Linked DNA regions of Mus musculus: region 2 is linked to region 1. Evidence: chromatin contacts called from public HiChIP or PLAC-seq data. All regions are on one chromosome and are shown on one strand. Each heading gives the region's core, a stretch centred on a gene start, on an enhancer-like site or on the middle of the called end of the contact. The rest is flanking DNA. Distances are from core to core; before and after follow the strand shown. Region 1 overlaps Pias1 (protein inhibitor of activated STAT 1). Region 2 overlaps Smad3 (SMAD family member 3).

Region 1 (4,355 bases), core at 1,076-3,575:
AGTGCTGGTCATGCAAAGGTGAGGACGCTTCTGAGTTTCAGTTTAAACCTAGCACTTGGAAGGTGGATGCAGGAGTCTCCTGAGGCTCTCAGGAGAGCCAGTCTAGTCTATCCAGAGAGCTCCAGGCCACTGAAAGCCATCTGAAAAAAGAAGGTATATGGTAGTAACAAGGAACAACTCCATAGGAGGGGGAGGGGAGGGGAGGGAAAGGGAAAGGGGAGGGAGAGGGAAAGGGAAAGGGGAGGGGAGGGGAGGGGAGGGAAATTAAAAAACAGACATTGTCCTAAAACAGATACTTCTCCAAGTAATACAAAAAGGCCAGTGAACACACAAAAAGATGTTCAGTGTTGTTATTCATTTAGGAAATGCCAACCAAAATCTCAGTGAGGCAACCTTTAACCTATTAGCTATATTAAACCAAACTAAACCAAACCAAACCAAACCAAACCAAACCAAACCAAACCAAACCAAACCAAAAAGTCTCTCCTAAAGAAACATCACCCTCAACAACAAACACCACCACAAAAAAATTACCACCACAAATTATCCAGCAAGCTGGAATTTGTGTACATTGGTGGTAGGAATGTAAAATAAGTGCTGCCGCATATCCACTATAGAATAGTTTGGTGACACAAAATTACCATAGAGACCAGTAATCCTACTTCTGGGTGTGTGGACCAAAAGGATTCTTGCATATACAGAAATGCTCATAAAATGTATCTACAAATGAAAGGTGAAATAACCTGTCAGCGAACAGAAGAAGAATGGAGAAAATGTGATGTGGATATTATTTTGCATAAAATGCAATAGAATGGAATTCTGATAGATTGTACAATGTGGACAAATATAGATCATTATGCCCAGTGAAATAAACTGGATATAAAAAGACAGTGTACGATTCTACCTGTAAAAGATGCCTAAACTAGGCAAATTCTTAGAGATACAAAATAAACTAGGCGTTGACTAGACCTAGCAGGGGAGAAAGCAGTACGGAGGGAACTACCATACTGTTACTGTTGAGGAGATCTGCTATGGAAATACACAAGTCAGACTGTAACAGGGTTAGGTAAAGAATGATTTATTAAAGACTGATTTCTTTACACAAATAGGAGAGCTTTATTTTTCTAAATGAAATAGAAAATAACATTAAAGTCCATTTGCTAATATCACAGAGTTGAACTTAAGTATTTCACTTAAAAATGGCAAAATCAAAGTGAACACTTAAGAGGCCAGATGACCACTAATGAATTGGACTTTAAAAAAATTAAGAACTTAGGTTCTTAAAATAAAATGAGGCTATCTTTTAAAAATTACTGAGCAAAAAAGATCTTAAATAAGGCAAGGACATAGGTAGCTCAAAATCTGTTAAAAGATGTTCAACAGTCTTAACTGCGAAATGCAAACCAAAATCGAGATAGTGCTACAATAAAAATGAAAGGTCAAAAAGTGGCCGGTACCAAAATGGCTCAGTGAGTAAAGGCATTTGCCATCAAACTAACAACCTGGGCATGTATGTATGAGAATATCACAACAAACCCCATTATTTAACTTTTTATTTATTCATATATTTAACAAATCATGCCTAAACTTGTCACAGTCTATAACAGCATGTAGATATAGAGGCCAGACTACAACAAGTTTAGGTAAAGAATAACTTATTAAAGGCATTGATTTCAATACACGAATAGGAGATCTTTGCTTTCCTAAATGAAACAGGAAGTAACATTAAGGTCTCGGGTTTGAAGCTAAATCACCAGTGTTTTAAGTAACTGTCATCAATTCTGAATTCTTAAAGTTCTATATGCACAATATTTTGAATCTTTGCTAAGAAAGGAATTCAAATACTGGTTATGTGGGGTATAGGAGAACTGTCCCTCAGTTAGTGCAATAGCCACTCAGTGATCTGTAATGTTATATAACTTGCTCTCGGCTCTCAAGTGTAAATAGAAGACATGAAAATTCCCAACACATCTTCTGTGTCATTTTGAAACCTTGATGGTTTCATATTCTGGTGGTGTGCATCACTAAGGGCTGATGATGTTTGCAGGGAGTACTTATGGCCCTTAGGGGAGATGACTTTTCAACACTCTTCCTTAGTAAGTTTAAGCTGCCAAAGGCCTATCTCTAGGAAAGACAAACAAGACCTAGACATACAGAATACACAGAGAAGGAGTTATAGAAAGTCCACTCTTTAAAGTTTTTACAAATTATTCCACAAAAATATGAACTAAATCAAAAAGAAAAAAAGAGGAACCACATTGTGTATACAAACTTAGGACACCGGAAGCCAAATCCTAGGCATACAAAAGCAAGGCTTGTGAGGCCTGATACAGAACACAGAGCTCAGCTAATGACTGCACTTTTGCCACTCTGCCTTACTGCCCAACGGAAAGCTAAAAATAATCATCTTTCAGTTACAGAGTATTTCTTGCTGTCTTGGGGGAAGTGGAACTAAAGTAGCTATCTCTAAATGTCAACCCCTCTGGCTTTAATGAACTCTGGTTTACTCAATCCCAAATTTGATTAACTATGCAATCTTTAAAAACAACTGCAACGCTATAGCTTCAGCATGCTCCCAACTATCTTTAAAACAGAAAATTACAGGCTGGTTGTGGTTGTACATGTCTGTAATTTCCACTCAGGAGGCTGAGACAGGAGGATTAATTAAATGGTCATAGCCTGCATGTTCTAGGTTAGCCAGGACGAAACAGCAAGTCTGTCTTAAAAAAAACAGTAGTGGAAGATGACAGGAATGTATGTTTCTCCAAAAAGAAGATATATACTGATCCACTATCAAATTTGCATTGCTCTGACCATCTGCTGCTTATCTTTTTTTGGTAAGTTCTCAGGTAGCCCAAGCTGGCCTTAATAAACTCACGATGTAGTAGAAGACTGAACTTTTGGTCCTCCTGACTTTATATCCTCAGTGCTAGGATTAAAAGTGGCTAACACTAGGCCTGCTCTATGCAGTACTAGGATTGAGTTGAGAGATTCTTGCACTATAGACAAGCACACTCTACCAACTGGATCACATTCCCAGTGCTACATTCATCTTTAAAATGGAAATTTTCTATAAGATAATATTTAATGACATGTGAACAGAGCCATAAAATATTACACGAAGGCTAGAGATTGTTCAGCCATTACAAGCACAGGCTACTCTTGCAAGGAGAACTGGGTTAGTTTCCTAGTACCCACATAGTGATTTACAACCACCTGGAACTCCAGTTCCAAGGGATCTGATTCCCTCTTCTGACCTCCACAGGCACTGCACATGGTCCAGAGGCACGCACAAGGTACACAGACATACAAGCAGGCAAAATACTAAAATGCATAAAATATCTATATAAATAAAAATGATTAGGTTTAAAACTTTTAAGTTTTCCAGTCAGTGATGGTGCATGCCTTTAATCCCAGAATTCAGGAGGCAGATCTTTGAGTTGGAGGCCAGCCTAATCTACAGAGCTGGTTCTAGGGATAGCCAAGGCTACACAAAGAAACCCTGTTTCGGGGGTGGGGGGAAGTGAAGAAAAATACCCAAAACATTCTATATAAATTGAAGCAAATATACTTATCATGAATTAAAAGATCAAAGCAAGCATCAAAATCATATTTCTTATAACTTCGATATTTGAAACTTCATGTTGAATATGATTACTTGTATAATTTTGTATGCCTTGTCCAACACTAACATGTTATTGTGTATATTATCTGTAAAGTCTTGGCATCATACTGCTAATGCTGTAAAAGTCTTTGATAATAAAAGCAGCTCGATTCTTGGGCGCATGAACAAAGTTCCATCCTTTCTCTTTCCCACAGAACTCAGTAATAGAATAGGCTGCGGCTGCATTGGATGACATTACTAGACTGATGATGTACCAAAGGCATCCATTTCACTCCCATCCTAACTGCAGGTCCCTGTCACCCCACCCCCGTTAGCTTACACTTTTCATCATTTTCCTCCAGAGCACAGCTCTGCCTGCTCCATTTATTTACCCTTGATCTTATTTCTCAGATTAGGCCTGAGAGTTAGTAGCTGGCCCTCGAGCAGATACACCAAATAGATTCTCCAGGCTCCAAGGCAACCCTGGTGCTAAACATATAAAAAGATCCTTATCTGGCCTGTGTACTCTCACACCTGGCTATCAAGCTGAACCAGGCAGCTAGGAACCAAGCTAAATGATGAGATTTGAAGAAAACAGAAAAGGGAAATAGACTGCAACTAAGTGTAAACTTTCTCACTTTTATAGAAAGTTACTTAATTAACTTGTTGTTAATACAAAAGCCACAGAAAAGCAAAGAACACAGTGCCAAGCCAGCAAAAAGGAGGATACAAGATCAGTTCAAGGTCATGT
Region 2 (4,355 bases), core at 688-3,187, 780 kb after region 1:
AAAAGAGAAAATCCACAGAATGGAGGGAAAAGTTCACAGCCTCTGGTTCAGAATGCACGGGGACTTTCATGGCTCAAAGACAGAAGACAGACAGACAGACCAGTTCATTTAAAGTGGGTGGCAGGTGAGGAGCTACCCAGGACCTTCAGCCACCAGGGAAATGCAGATAAGAACAGTGACAAGGTTTAACCTCACATCCACTAGGATGGCTAAAACAACAGCAAGTGTCAGCAAGTGTGGAGAGACTGAAACCCTCACACATCCCTGATAACCCACTGCTAGGTATCTACTAAGGATAAATGAAAAAACATGCAAGAAATAAGGCAGACACATAGCTGTTACAGTCTTATTCATAAGAGCCAAAAGAGAAAAAACCACTCATCTGAAAAACTGACAAGCAAAAGGTGATAAGCCTCTGCCGTGGAGTACTATATGGTCACATAAAAGAATCGAGGCGCTGCCGATGCATACTACAGCAAGCTACGCCAAAGATGCAGGTCAGAAGAGCGTGTGTTGGTGAAGTCCACAAGCCATCCTGAAAAAGACAAATCCACGGGACAGAAAGAAGGTGACGATGCCAAAGCCAAGGAGAGGGGTAGGAGTGACTTCTGGGGGAGTTCTGGGGGAGGAGTTGTTTTAATGGTGAAGGAAATTAATCGGTCAGTGCTGATGGTTGTCCAAACTCATTAGCACATGGAGCGTCCGTCATACTCTGAGGCTGTTTCATGACAGACAGGTTACACGTCAGCAAGGCTGTCAGTGTTTACAGTCTTGTGTCCTGATGTGCGTGCATGTGTGTACACGTTCGTTTCAATGCAGGCGCATGTGTGTGCAGGTCATCTGAGATGGTCTTTTGGTGTTTGTTGCAGCCTGTGCCTGTGACTTTGCAGGGACAGCTCTAATTTTACCGGGGTTACGGATAAACACTGCATCTGTCTGCAGGTAGACTCAAGTTATCTGAACTCAGGGCCACACCTATAATCCCAACACCAAGGAAGCCTTGACAAAAGGCCAAGGTGAACTTGAGGCCTGCCTGGGCTATCTAGCAAGATCTGGTCTCAGAAAAGCAAAAGCACTTGGTACCAGCACCCCTGAAGGAACATACTGGTTCCAGACAGGGTAGCCTGTAACGGAGCAGTTCTGGGGGGAGCAGCTCTTGCCTGCATGAACACCACCAAGGGATGAGCGAGAGCTTGTTTTCCAGAGTTGAGCCGGGTCCCCCTCTGACTGCCCTGGAGAGCTGTGGTTTCAAGTGTGGAGGAGGAGCTGGCTATGTTGAGCCATCCTGATGGCAGCCCTGCTTCCTGTGGGGCCACAGCCTGCTGACATCACTGGCCGGCTGAGAGTACTCAAGGGGCATTTGATGTCGCAACTGCAGGCAGCACGCGGGGTCATGTGAAGTTCAGAGCTGGGTTTTCTCAGCCCATTGACTTTTACTCATCCCGTCCATGAAGCATGTTTTTTTTTCCTTTCTTACCCCCATTCTCCTTTCCGTGTGTGTGTGTGTGTGTGTGTGTGTGTGTGTGTGTGTCTCCTGGCTTCCTTTCTGAGCCCCCATATCAGTGTTCCTCATTGGCACAAAGGCATTCTTCCTACTTCAGAGGACTCTAGCTCTGTGCACCTCCCCCCCAGAAGTCAGAGTCTCAAGGCTGCCAGAAGTTAGTGGGGCTGCCCCTGCCCCTCCCACTTTACAGATGAGGATCAGGGGTCCCAGGCACTTGCCCTAGGTCACCCAGCTTCCGTCAGAGCAAAATGGCTCCATTTTTCAAACCTGCTACCGCAAAACATTTTTCCCTCCAGGCAAGCATCCCACAGGAAAATCGTTCCCACGTGCAAAGAATTCACAATGGAAATCATGTCTTTCAAACAGCCTAGCAGTCAGGATTCCCAAATGACGTTCACCCGCCTTTCCGTCAACAAACAATTACCAAGCTATTACTCTTGAGCAAGTGCTTTGAAGGTGAACAAAAAAATCAATCCATGGGAACTGATAAGCCAGTTTGCAAAGGACTACGGTGGGCTGGGGAGATGGCTCTGCAGGTAAATTATCTCCCACAGTCATGAGGCCCTGAGTTCAATTCCCAGCATTCACATAACAGTCCAGGTGTGGCAACTCGAGTCGCCCAGCTCTGAGGAGACAGACACCAGAGACTACTGGCGTGTGCACACGCACGCACGCACGTACACACACACACACACACACACACACACCCCTATGCATACAGAATAGTGTGCCTTGGTCTATGTGGTATTATATTAAGTTTCTTTCTCCTTAGTGTGGGTTTTTCTCAACCTCAGGGTCACTTATATCTCCAGAATTCCAGTTTCCTTTTCCTAACCAAAGCCCAACTGTCATTGTCACCCTATGAAGTCACCAGCCACAAAGTAGGACACAAGGGCCCAAGCATTCTGTTTTAGAATCAGAGACAGAGAAGAGCCAGAACTTGCATGAGGACAAGGACCTCCCTAGCATCCAGAGGAGAGACAGGAATGGTTGACTTGACCTTCTTGGTAGATTGACCTTCTCTACCCAGAGCTCAGTCTACCAAGCCTAGACTATGAGGGATTTCCTGTTTGGGCCTAAGAAAAAAAGACCACACACATTATTTTGACACACTGTGGTCCATGCCAAGATCCTGACATGCTGGTGGACTGAGGGGACACAGGGACAGAGGATGCTCAGTAGTGACAGCAAAGTGGGGGACAACAGCGTTCTTGGCTTCTCTGGACACTGTGGCTATTTTGAGCTACAGCAGTTTTTACAGACCTCCCTCTCTCACGTGGTAGCTGTCCTTGACTGCTCAGACTTGCAGCAAATCCAACTTGAGACTGGTGGAAGCCGAGCATCAGAGCCCCAAGGGTCAGGCCAAGGAACAGGGGGCACTGATACTGTACAGATACCAGGGGACAAGCCAGGCACAGGATCAGAAGCCAAGGGACAGGGTCTGGGCAGGGAAGGGCTGATCACCCCAAGAGATGGGAGGTGCCTCAGTTGCCTGTTTACCCTGCACAAAGCTCTGGGCCCTATGTCTGATCCCCAGTACCCCATAAACCAGAGACTGGAACCCCAGCACTTGAGAGGCAGAGGCAGGAGGATCACAAGTTCAAAGTTGAACTCAATATCTTCAACTTCATACTGAGTTCAAGGCCAGCCTGGACTACTCGAAACTCTGTCTCAGAAACAAGTGGGTGTGGGGCGGGTATGGGGGGTGGCAGTAATCGAGGCTAGAGGGGAGCAATTCTGGAAGCAGAAGGAGACCTTGTGACTCAGGTGAGGAAGGCTGGCTTTCCATTCTCAGTGTCAGTGTGTGGTGTCAAGAGGCCTCACTTCCTAATAATTCATCTTCTGAGACCCAAACGAAGCCACACCACCCACTCATCTTCCACTACAGCTCACAGCCCCTGCATATGCTACACAGAGGAAAAAAAAAAGGGTTTTCTGCAGACAAAGTCATGGGTTGTGAGGAGGTATAGAAAAACCTCTTCATGTACAAAGGACAGACTTAAGGCAGTTGAGTGGATGGGGCACTGACATGACCTTGGCAGTGCTCAGAAGTGGCTCACCATTGGTGGACACCGAGGCCCATGGCTGCTCCGCCCAACACCATCTGCAAATGACCTGAGGTCTGCATGAAAATCAAGTGTGCGGTGACACCATGTCCCTTCCTCTGGCACTTGGGAAACCAGTTGTCCCGTACCTCATCTTCAGCAAAAGGACAGAATACATAGACTGTGTGAATAGGTTGGTGGGCTGGGGATGCCTCTGGACTCTGAAGTCTAAAAGTCCAGCACCCTCTGCCCAGCTTCCATGCCTCTCTCCCGGCTCACAGAGCCACTGTGCCTACCTATTCCCACTCTTTGTTACTCATCGGGCATCTGGTTACCCGGAGAGAGCCTGCCTCGAAGTGAGTCACCGCAACCTGTGCCTCTTAAATCCACATGGTAAACACAACAGGCACTGCACAGGGTGCTGGGTAAAAGCAAGGAGGTGACTAAGGCTTACAGAACCATAGCTGAGGTGGAGGAAACTCAGCTAAGGAGGCTAGAAACTCCTGAAGGGTTTTAAACCCTGGTGGGGGAGTGATCCATTCTGATACCATCATTATGCATCCCCTGGGGTAATAAACACTATGTCATTAGCGTCATTAGCACCATTAACACCGTAGTGCGAATTAGGTAATGAGATGAAGTGTCACCTTGCAAAAGACTAAGATGGGGACTGATAAAGGTTTGATGCCAGGGGAAGGAAGCCAGAAAGAGACAGGCTCACCCACTGGAGAGGGACAGAACCCAAGAAACCTGGGTGCAGGGTTGCTCTAAGGATAAGCATCCTACACGCATGGTTTGTGCCTGTA

Evidence for each region. HiChIP or PLAC-seq counts read pairs in DNA pulled down with a chosen protein or histone mark.
Region 2: an H3K27ac HiChIP or PLAC-seq map of microglia shows a contact between it and region 1, with 4 times the contacts expected there. The contact joins two enhancer-like sites. A contact is called at or near these places in 1 of 115 datasets of contacts at active chromatin or transcription factors (microglia) and 1 of 9 other capture datasets (embryonic stem cells).

What each region holds. Positions count from the first base shown.
Region 1 is chr9:62,930,781-62,935,135 of GRCm38.p6, forward strand. All of the region lies in intron 2 of Pias1 (protein inhibitor of activated STAT 1), which reads right to left. Among named protein-coding and RNA genes, the nearest start is that of Gm35574, 48 kb to the right of the region's middle. Within about 2 kb of position 2,326, at least 68 of the 459 cell types and tissues checked have an H3K27ac peak or open chromatin away from gene starts, as enhancers often do. A contact at or near this core is called in microglia, where this site is marked.
Region 2 is chr9:63,715,009-63,719,363 of GRCm38.p6, forward strand. The region is part of intron 1 of Smad3 (SMAD family member 3); the gene reads right to left. Among named protein-coding and RNA genes, the nearest start is that of Gm51710, 14 kb to the right of the region's middle. Within about 2 kb of position 1,938, at least 159 of the 459 cell types and tissues checked have an H3K27ac peak or open chromatin away from gene starts, as enhancers often do. A contact at or near this core is called in microglia, where this site is marked.